Linked DNA regions of Ovis aries: region 2 is linked to region 1. The links are chromatin contacts, called in public Hi-C maps. All regions are on one chromosome and are shown on one strand. The core of a region is the stretch at or near the end of the contact, and the rest is flanking DNA. Distances in the headings are between cores, read along the strand shown.

What was found. A called contact is a pair of places that touch in the nucleus more often than the background predicts.
Region 2: a Hi-C map of liver shows a contact between it and region 1, with 3 times the contacts expected there. The contact joins the promoter of MDH2 here to the promoter of RHBDD2 in region 1. A contact is called at or near these places in 13 of 16 Hi-C or Micro-C datasets (blood, hypothalamus, liver and 5 more).

What each region holds. Positions count from the first base shown.
Region 1 is chr24:34,564,805-34,568,251 of ARS-UI_Ramb_v3.0, forward strand. It overlaps RHBDD2 (rhomboid domain containing 2), which reads left to right and starts at 1,807. Exons shown (of 4, transcript XM_004020978.5): 1 at 1,807-2,018. The coding sequence starts at 1,841.
Region 2 is chr24:34,696,427-34,699,873 of ARS-UI_Ramb_v3.0, forward strand. It overlaps MDH2 (malate dehydrogenase 2), which reads left to right and starts at 1,694. Exons shown (of 9, transcript XM_004021260.5): 1 at 1,694-1,870. The coding sequence starts at 1,805. STYXL1 (serine/threonine/tyrosine interacting like 1) reads right to left here and starts at 2,459. Exons shown (of 7, transcript XM_060405976.1): 1 at 2,223-2,459.

The DNA of each region.
Region 1 (3,447 bases), core at 557-3,056:
AGAGTCCCTTGGCCTGCAAGGAGATCCAACCAGTCCATCCTAAAGGAAATCAGTCCTGAATATTCATTGGAAGTACTGATGCTGAAGTTGAAACTCAATAAGTTGGCCACCTGATGCGAAGAACTGACTCATTGGAAGAGACCAACTGGGCAACTTTGAAGTATCAACTGGGCAAATTTGAAGGCAGGAGGAGAAGGGGACAAGAGAGGATGAGATGGTTAGATGGCATCACCGACTCGATGGGCATGAGTTTGAGTAAGCTCCGGGAGTTGCTGATGGACAGGAAAGCCTGGCATGCTGCAGTCCAAGGGGTCTCAAAGAGTCGGACATGACTGAGAAACTGAATTGAACTGAACTGACATAGAATTCGCTGAAATATGTTCCATGGCTGTATATTTATAGCCGCAAAACTACAGTTATTTTTGAGTACTAAACACAAATAATGAAAAGAATCTCAGGTTCCCTTCCTGAGGTTTATGGGAACACAGACATTGCCAGAACCATTGACAGGGGGGCAGACTAGGTCTGGGAACCAATCTGAAAGTCCAGCACAGAGAATGAAACATTTGTTCATTTCTCAGTAGTCAAATTTATATACATGTAGCAGTAGGCAGGATATTGGAGGGAAATAGTGAAAAGGGAAGAAAGTTAGCACTTAGCAAACAAGGATTCAGATCCTAGTCCTAGTTTGGAGCATCTGTAATTGAGGAAACAATAGTTCAGTTGTCTAAACAACTGGTGAAGGTGAAGGTGCTTTTCTTCTCTGGTGAAGGTGCTTTTCAGACTTTAAGGGCTAAAACAGACCTTGATTATTATTATTGTTATACTACATCCCTAATACTTCAGGTCATTGGGAAAGATCCTGATGCTGGAAAAGATGGAAGGCAAAAGGAGAAGAGGGCGGCAGGGGATGAGATGCTTAGATAACATCACTGTCTCAATGCATATGAATCTGAACAAACTCCAGGAGATAGCGAAGGACAAGGAAGCCTGGCGTGCTGCAATCCACCGGGTCGCAAAGAGTCAGTCATTGTCGGATACAATTTAGCGACTGGACAACACTTCAGGGCCTTCCGTGGAAGTCCTCCTTCCTTTCCTACCCTGTTACTTTAATCCAGGCACCAAAACCTGCCTTTCAGTTCAGTTCACTTCAGTTCAGTCGCTCAATCGTGTCCGATTCTTTGCGACCCCATGAATCGCAGCACACCAGGCCTCCCTGTCCATCACCAACTCCCGGAGTTCACTCAAGCTCATGTCCATCGAGTCGGTGATGCCATCCAGCCATCTCATCCTCTGTCGTCCCCTTCTCCTCCTGCTCCCAAACCCTTTGCCAGTAGCCAATTCCAGGCCATAGCAACGGCGGGAACCTGCGTTCTAATTGTCTTTGCCATCTAACTGCATTACCCAGACCCTAGTGTCTTCACTGGTATTAATGAAGGTAAACACAGATAATGGAGGCTGTGTGTGTGAGAGAGAGAGAGAGAGATGGGTCTGCAAACTGCAAGGCACATTATTCATTAGGTAGTTAGAGCTGAGATGACGAAATCCAAAATTCGAGCCGCCCCGCCCGGCGCTCCCCAACCGGCTCCCACACGGGACTCGTAGCGGATCCCAAGGGTGCTGCAGCCAGAGTTCACTGGCTGGACTCCCTACGGCCCACGCGCGTGGGAGGCATGCCAGCGCGAGTTACTGGATTGGGTAACGGCGCACGGGGCGGGGCCTCTGGGAGGCGGGGCTTCCGGCCACCTCCGCCGCTGTTGCCAGGGGTGACAGCCGCAGGGAGACGGAAGGAGCCGAAGACCAGCCAGAGCTGCGTAGGTAAGCGGGAGCATTGGCGGCCATGGCGGTCTCGGAGCCCGGGTACCGAAGCTGGTCCTTGCGGCCCGAGGTGCCATCCGCCACCTTCTTCACCGCGCTGCTCTCGCTGCTGGTATCCGGGCCCCGTCTGTTCCTGCTGCAGCAGCCCCTGGCGCCCTCGGGTCTCTCGCTGCGGTCCGAGGCCCTGCACAACTGGCAAGGTGAGCAGGGCGGGGCCGGGTCCCGGGTGCCAGTCCTTTTTCCTCCGACCTCGCCAGGCCCTGGGCTCCGGCCTCCCAGCACCCACGCCACCCCATCTCCGTCCGCATCATTCTCCCCACCTGGAGGACCAGCCCCATATTCCACGTCTTTGTGCAGAGCCTCATCTTGGTCATCCCTTGTAACCCTTCCCTACCCAGATTTGTTCCGGTCCTTGTCGCCATCGTACTGGTCAAGGCTCCCATATCCATTTGTAGTAATTAGGTTTCATTCCACCCTGCTTGCTCGCCGAGGAGGATTTTTCTCTGCCTTGTCGCAATCACACCTACGTCTGTTTTATTTATTTATTTTTTCCTACGTCTGTTTTAGGGCCCAGCCCCCTACTGGAAAAAAAAAATTTTTTTTTCACCTTCTCAAGACACTCGAGCTGTATCTGTGGCCACCTCTGTAAGCATCCTGGCCTCCTAGGGTTTAGAATTTCTTCTGCATCTTCGTTTTTATCTTAATCCTGACTCCGATTCCCAGCTTATAGCGGGAGCGGAGTGTCTTGTACCTTTTGGAGAGGTGTTGGTTTTCTTGGGGAGATGGAGAGATTTTGCAGACCAATTAATTATAAATATCTGCTCATAAAAGATGTTCTTAGTCTCTGTTTCTTCCCCATTCTTTTCTGGGGAGGAAAATGGGAGATTTGTATGACTTTTGTTGTTTTGCAAAGCACTTTCACAGGCATTAATCCCTTTTCATTCTCACGGTGATCCCATGACGTATTATCACTGTAGGCTTTATTGCCCATGAGCTTTATTGTTGTCCATTCTTTAGATGAAACTGAGGCTTAAAGGGAAGACTCATGGAGCTTTGAGTCATACGATTGACACAGGAACCCGTATTGTTCTTTGCATCGTGTGACGTTTTGGAACTGGAACCTTAGGCTTTCTAATCCCCAAATTATATAGAATTGCTTCTAGAATTTTCACATGTACCCTTGGGATTTCAGTGTTGGAAGTACTCAACAAGTAATGACGGTACTCTTCAGATAATGAAGCCTTACAGAGATGGCCTGACTGAGGTATATGGTTCTTAGCCTGCCTCCCTGCTCAAATCTAAAAGCGGTCCCCCTCACCCTCACCCTCACCCTGGATATACACAGCATGTCTGTCTTCAGAGACAGATGCAAAATGCCAGCCTAAACTGAGCTCCCTTTTTTTTTTCCTTTACTTTGCGGCTTCTCTTGAGTGTGGGATTCATGGACAATGTGAGTATTAGACACGTAAGAGACCTTTGAGGGCCTCGAGTGTATCCATTTTATTTTACAATAAGAACATTGAAGCCGACAGGGCCCTGTGTCTGGACTGAACTCAAGCCAGTCTAGACGTGACAGAGCCAAGATTCCTTTAGGCTTCCAAATCCGATGTTACTGCCACTTCACTGATC
Region 2 (3,447 bases), core at 444-2,943, 130 kb after region 1:
ATCTGAGTTAGATAGACCTCCTTTGTGAAGGAAAGCTACACGGCTCAAAATGGCCTGGAGTTAAAACTCCCCTCCAATGGTGGGGTCTTCCTCACCATTCTATACAGGACAAAGAACTCCCTGGAGCCCCCCTCTCGCCCCCTGAAGGAAGGAATGGACATTAAGAGTGATTACGTCCAGCTTCCAGCTGGTCCCAGTCTCCAGCCGGTCTCAGGAATTCCTTGCCCCGTTGTTAAAAGTTCTATGTTGCCTGTATACCTCCTCTTTTCTCAGCTTAGCGCAGCAGCTCACTCATCCGACTGCTACCCCTTCTCGCCTCATTAAAGGTGATCTGTTCCTGTAAAGTATAGGTCTCATTCTTTCTCCAAACCTCGCTTTCTCTGACTCCCTTAACCTACACTTCATGTTCCCACAGCCCCTCATAATTCTCTAGTGTTGCCCATATCATGCTGCTTGCAATGCACCTGTCTCTCTCACTAGACTGTGAGCTCCTTAAGGGCAGAAAATGTGTGGATCCTCGCTCACCTGTGAAGCAAGTGGTCTTAGCAGCTCAATGAACAAATGGAAAGGAGGCAGGAAAGAGAAGGCCCGCCATCACACGTGCCCTCCTACTTATATGTTTGTCAGTACTGGGGCTAGCTGTTCTTTTTCACCTCCTGCTTACCCGTCCCCAAGTAGGTGGGGGTCATCTTCCCCCTCACTGGGTTTGCACACTTCTCCAAGGTAACAGCCTGCAACACAATGACCTGCCTCACTTGACCCTGAACTTTTGGAGGGCAAGGAGGTCTCTGCACCCCCCAGAAAATAGCAGCAGGGCAAATGAAGCTTCTAAGTATACTGATACATTTGAATGGTAAGCTTCCAGTGAGCAAAAACCATGTCTTCACTTTCTCTGTGGTGGACTCTGAACAAATCCACTTTTAACTGTGCTCAACACGGTTTCTTGGCTCCTAAAGCTTAAACGATGTGGCCAGGTTGACAGCATTGCTGGGCCGACCAGAGGTGAAGGGACGGCGTGACTTTGCAAGTTTTATCACCTGGATATCTGTTACCGCATCTAATAAACTCTAGCGATGAGTCAGTGCTCAGGGTCTGTCATTCTCGGGAGTGGTGTCCCTAAAGCTTTGTAAACTTAATAGAAGGTCCTGGGCATCAGGAGGAACGACAAGTGGACGGACTGTGTGTGATCAGGGGTGGTGCACAGGACCGACAGATTAGAGGAGCCCCCATCGTCCACCTCAATCCCGGGGCTCTCAACCTCCCCTCCCCCGTTTCTTTTCCAGAGCTTTCCATAGTTCGGAGCCCCTCCAGTCCCCAGGGGCAAGATGGGTGGGTTTGGCTGAGCTGGCGGAGGGGAAGGACGGCTCGGATCGCACCCATTCCGTCGGACCTCCGACCTGACCTCGGCCGGTCGCCCCGTCAGAGCCTTTGTCTGGGGCCCCACCTGCAAAATGGCTCCTCTAAGGCTTTCCAAGCCTACAGCCCGTCTTCTTCCACCTCTCGAGTGCGGACTCTCCCTCCCACTCTGACCGCGTCTGCCTCACAGTCGGCGCGCAACACAACCAGCGCTATGACCCAGCCCAAGAATGCGCTCCGAGAAGCACCCTTCTGCGGGCCTCCTAGAAAGCCCGGATGTGGCAGAGATACCGCGAGAGCTGGGAAGTGGGGGCGCCGGAAGCAGCGCCGCTCTCGCGAGACAAGGCGGAGCAGAGCCGGGAGGTCCTGTGCAGTGTGGAGGTCGTTGGAGTCACTTGTCTGCTGACAGCTCCTCTGCCAGCCTGTCTGCGCCCCGCCCGCCCCAGCCATGCTTTCCGCCCTCGCCCGGCCTGCCGGCGCCGCTCTCCGCCGCAGCTTCAGCACCTCGGCCCAGGTAGGCCCTGCGAGGGGCAGCCTGCAGGTGGAGGCTCTCCGGCCTAGGCCACGTGTGTTCCTGGCTCGCGAGCAGCCTTGACCCCGGGTCAATCAGCTTGGACCGCAGGGCCGCCTGGTGCAGACCCGCAGTTGTGTCGGCTGGGTCGGCCCTGATACTGGGCGGGAGGTGCGGGGAGAAAGTCCCGGAGGCAGGGAGGCGGGAAATAGCCCAGCTCCAGTACCGGGCCGCTTCTCCGAGCCTGCCAGTTCACCCCCAGAGTCTGCTCTTGACCTGTGCTCCTTCAAGCTTGAGAAGCCAGGGCTGTAGGGCCTAAAGTAACTTACCTTCCGTGGTATTTTGAGAGACTAACCTTGTTGTTGCAGCTTCCGTACAAGCGTTGTGTAATTTTTAACTTCATAGTGCAGAGAGAACTACCCAGGGTAAAACACTGGTCCCAGGTTACACAGTCTTTTGGCCAGAGGATTAAAATTCCCCTCTGCTGGCCGCTGCAATTTTTTCTTTTTGGATCACCAAGCCTTCCCTCTAAGAACCCGAAGACTCTGCTTCCTCTTAAGGACCTTTTGAAGGCTGCTGCCTGCGGTGGACCGCCTGGGCCTGGCTTGGCCTGAAACTACTTAAGCCTAAGCTATTTTTAGCCGACTCGGGCAGCGATTCCTAAACTCTGGTGTGTATCAGAATCACCAGAATACTGATAAAGATCAAAGACAGAGGGTCAGTGAAGGAGATAGGACCCGCTGGGCCTCTGCTTTTACCAAGAGCCCCAGGTGATTCTAATACAACCCAAGTATGAGAACCCTGGAATACCCACCTCGCCTCTTAAGTACCTTGCCCTAAAAGGGAGGTGATTGTTAAATGAGGTTCTGCATTTCTTAGCCTCTGCCTTTCAGACCAGTCTCTTGTGTGTTCAGTTCATTTGGAAAATAAATATACACATAAGTGCCTTTGAATATCTGCTTGCCCAGAACTGTGTTGGGTGCTGCAGGTGATACCAGGATGAGTGAGAAGCAGCACTTATGCCAAAAGTGAGTAAACTTAGGACCCCTAGGACCAGTGGGAGTGTTGAAGAGTGACACTGAGGAGTAGGGGAAGGGAACTAACTGAGGAAAAGACCAATATTTGCTGGTATGATTTCATGAAGGGTATTGAGACAAGAAGGAACATGGAGAAAACCAAGGCTTTGGATTTTGGAGTTGAGTTGCTAAGGTAGGAAAAACTGCTTGGAAAGAGTGATGGGAGTTGGCGGTGGTATTGATATCAGGAGCTCAGGTTTGGATATATTGAGTTTAAAATTCCTACTGGACATACAGACAGAGTCGTTGAGAAGGCAGGTGTATAAGTCAGAAAGGTGAGCTTGAGCCAGATGGTGCATTGGCCTAGAGACTTTAGATCCCGTGTCATTAACAGGAAAAATGGAATGAGCATTCAACGTCCGTGTATTTATGTCTCTGTATGTACTAATGTTCTAATATATAAACACAAGAAAGAAATTTAAAAACAAGCCGTTAAATAAAGTTTGTTATACAGACTTTAAAAAGCAATCTTGTGAAAGAAGTGTTACTATATATCCATTTTCA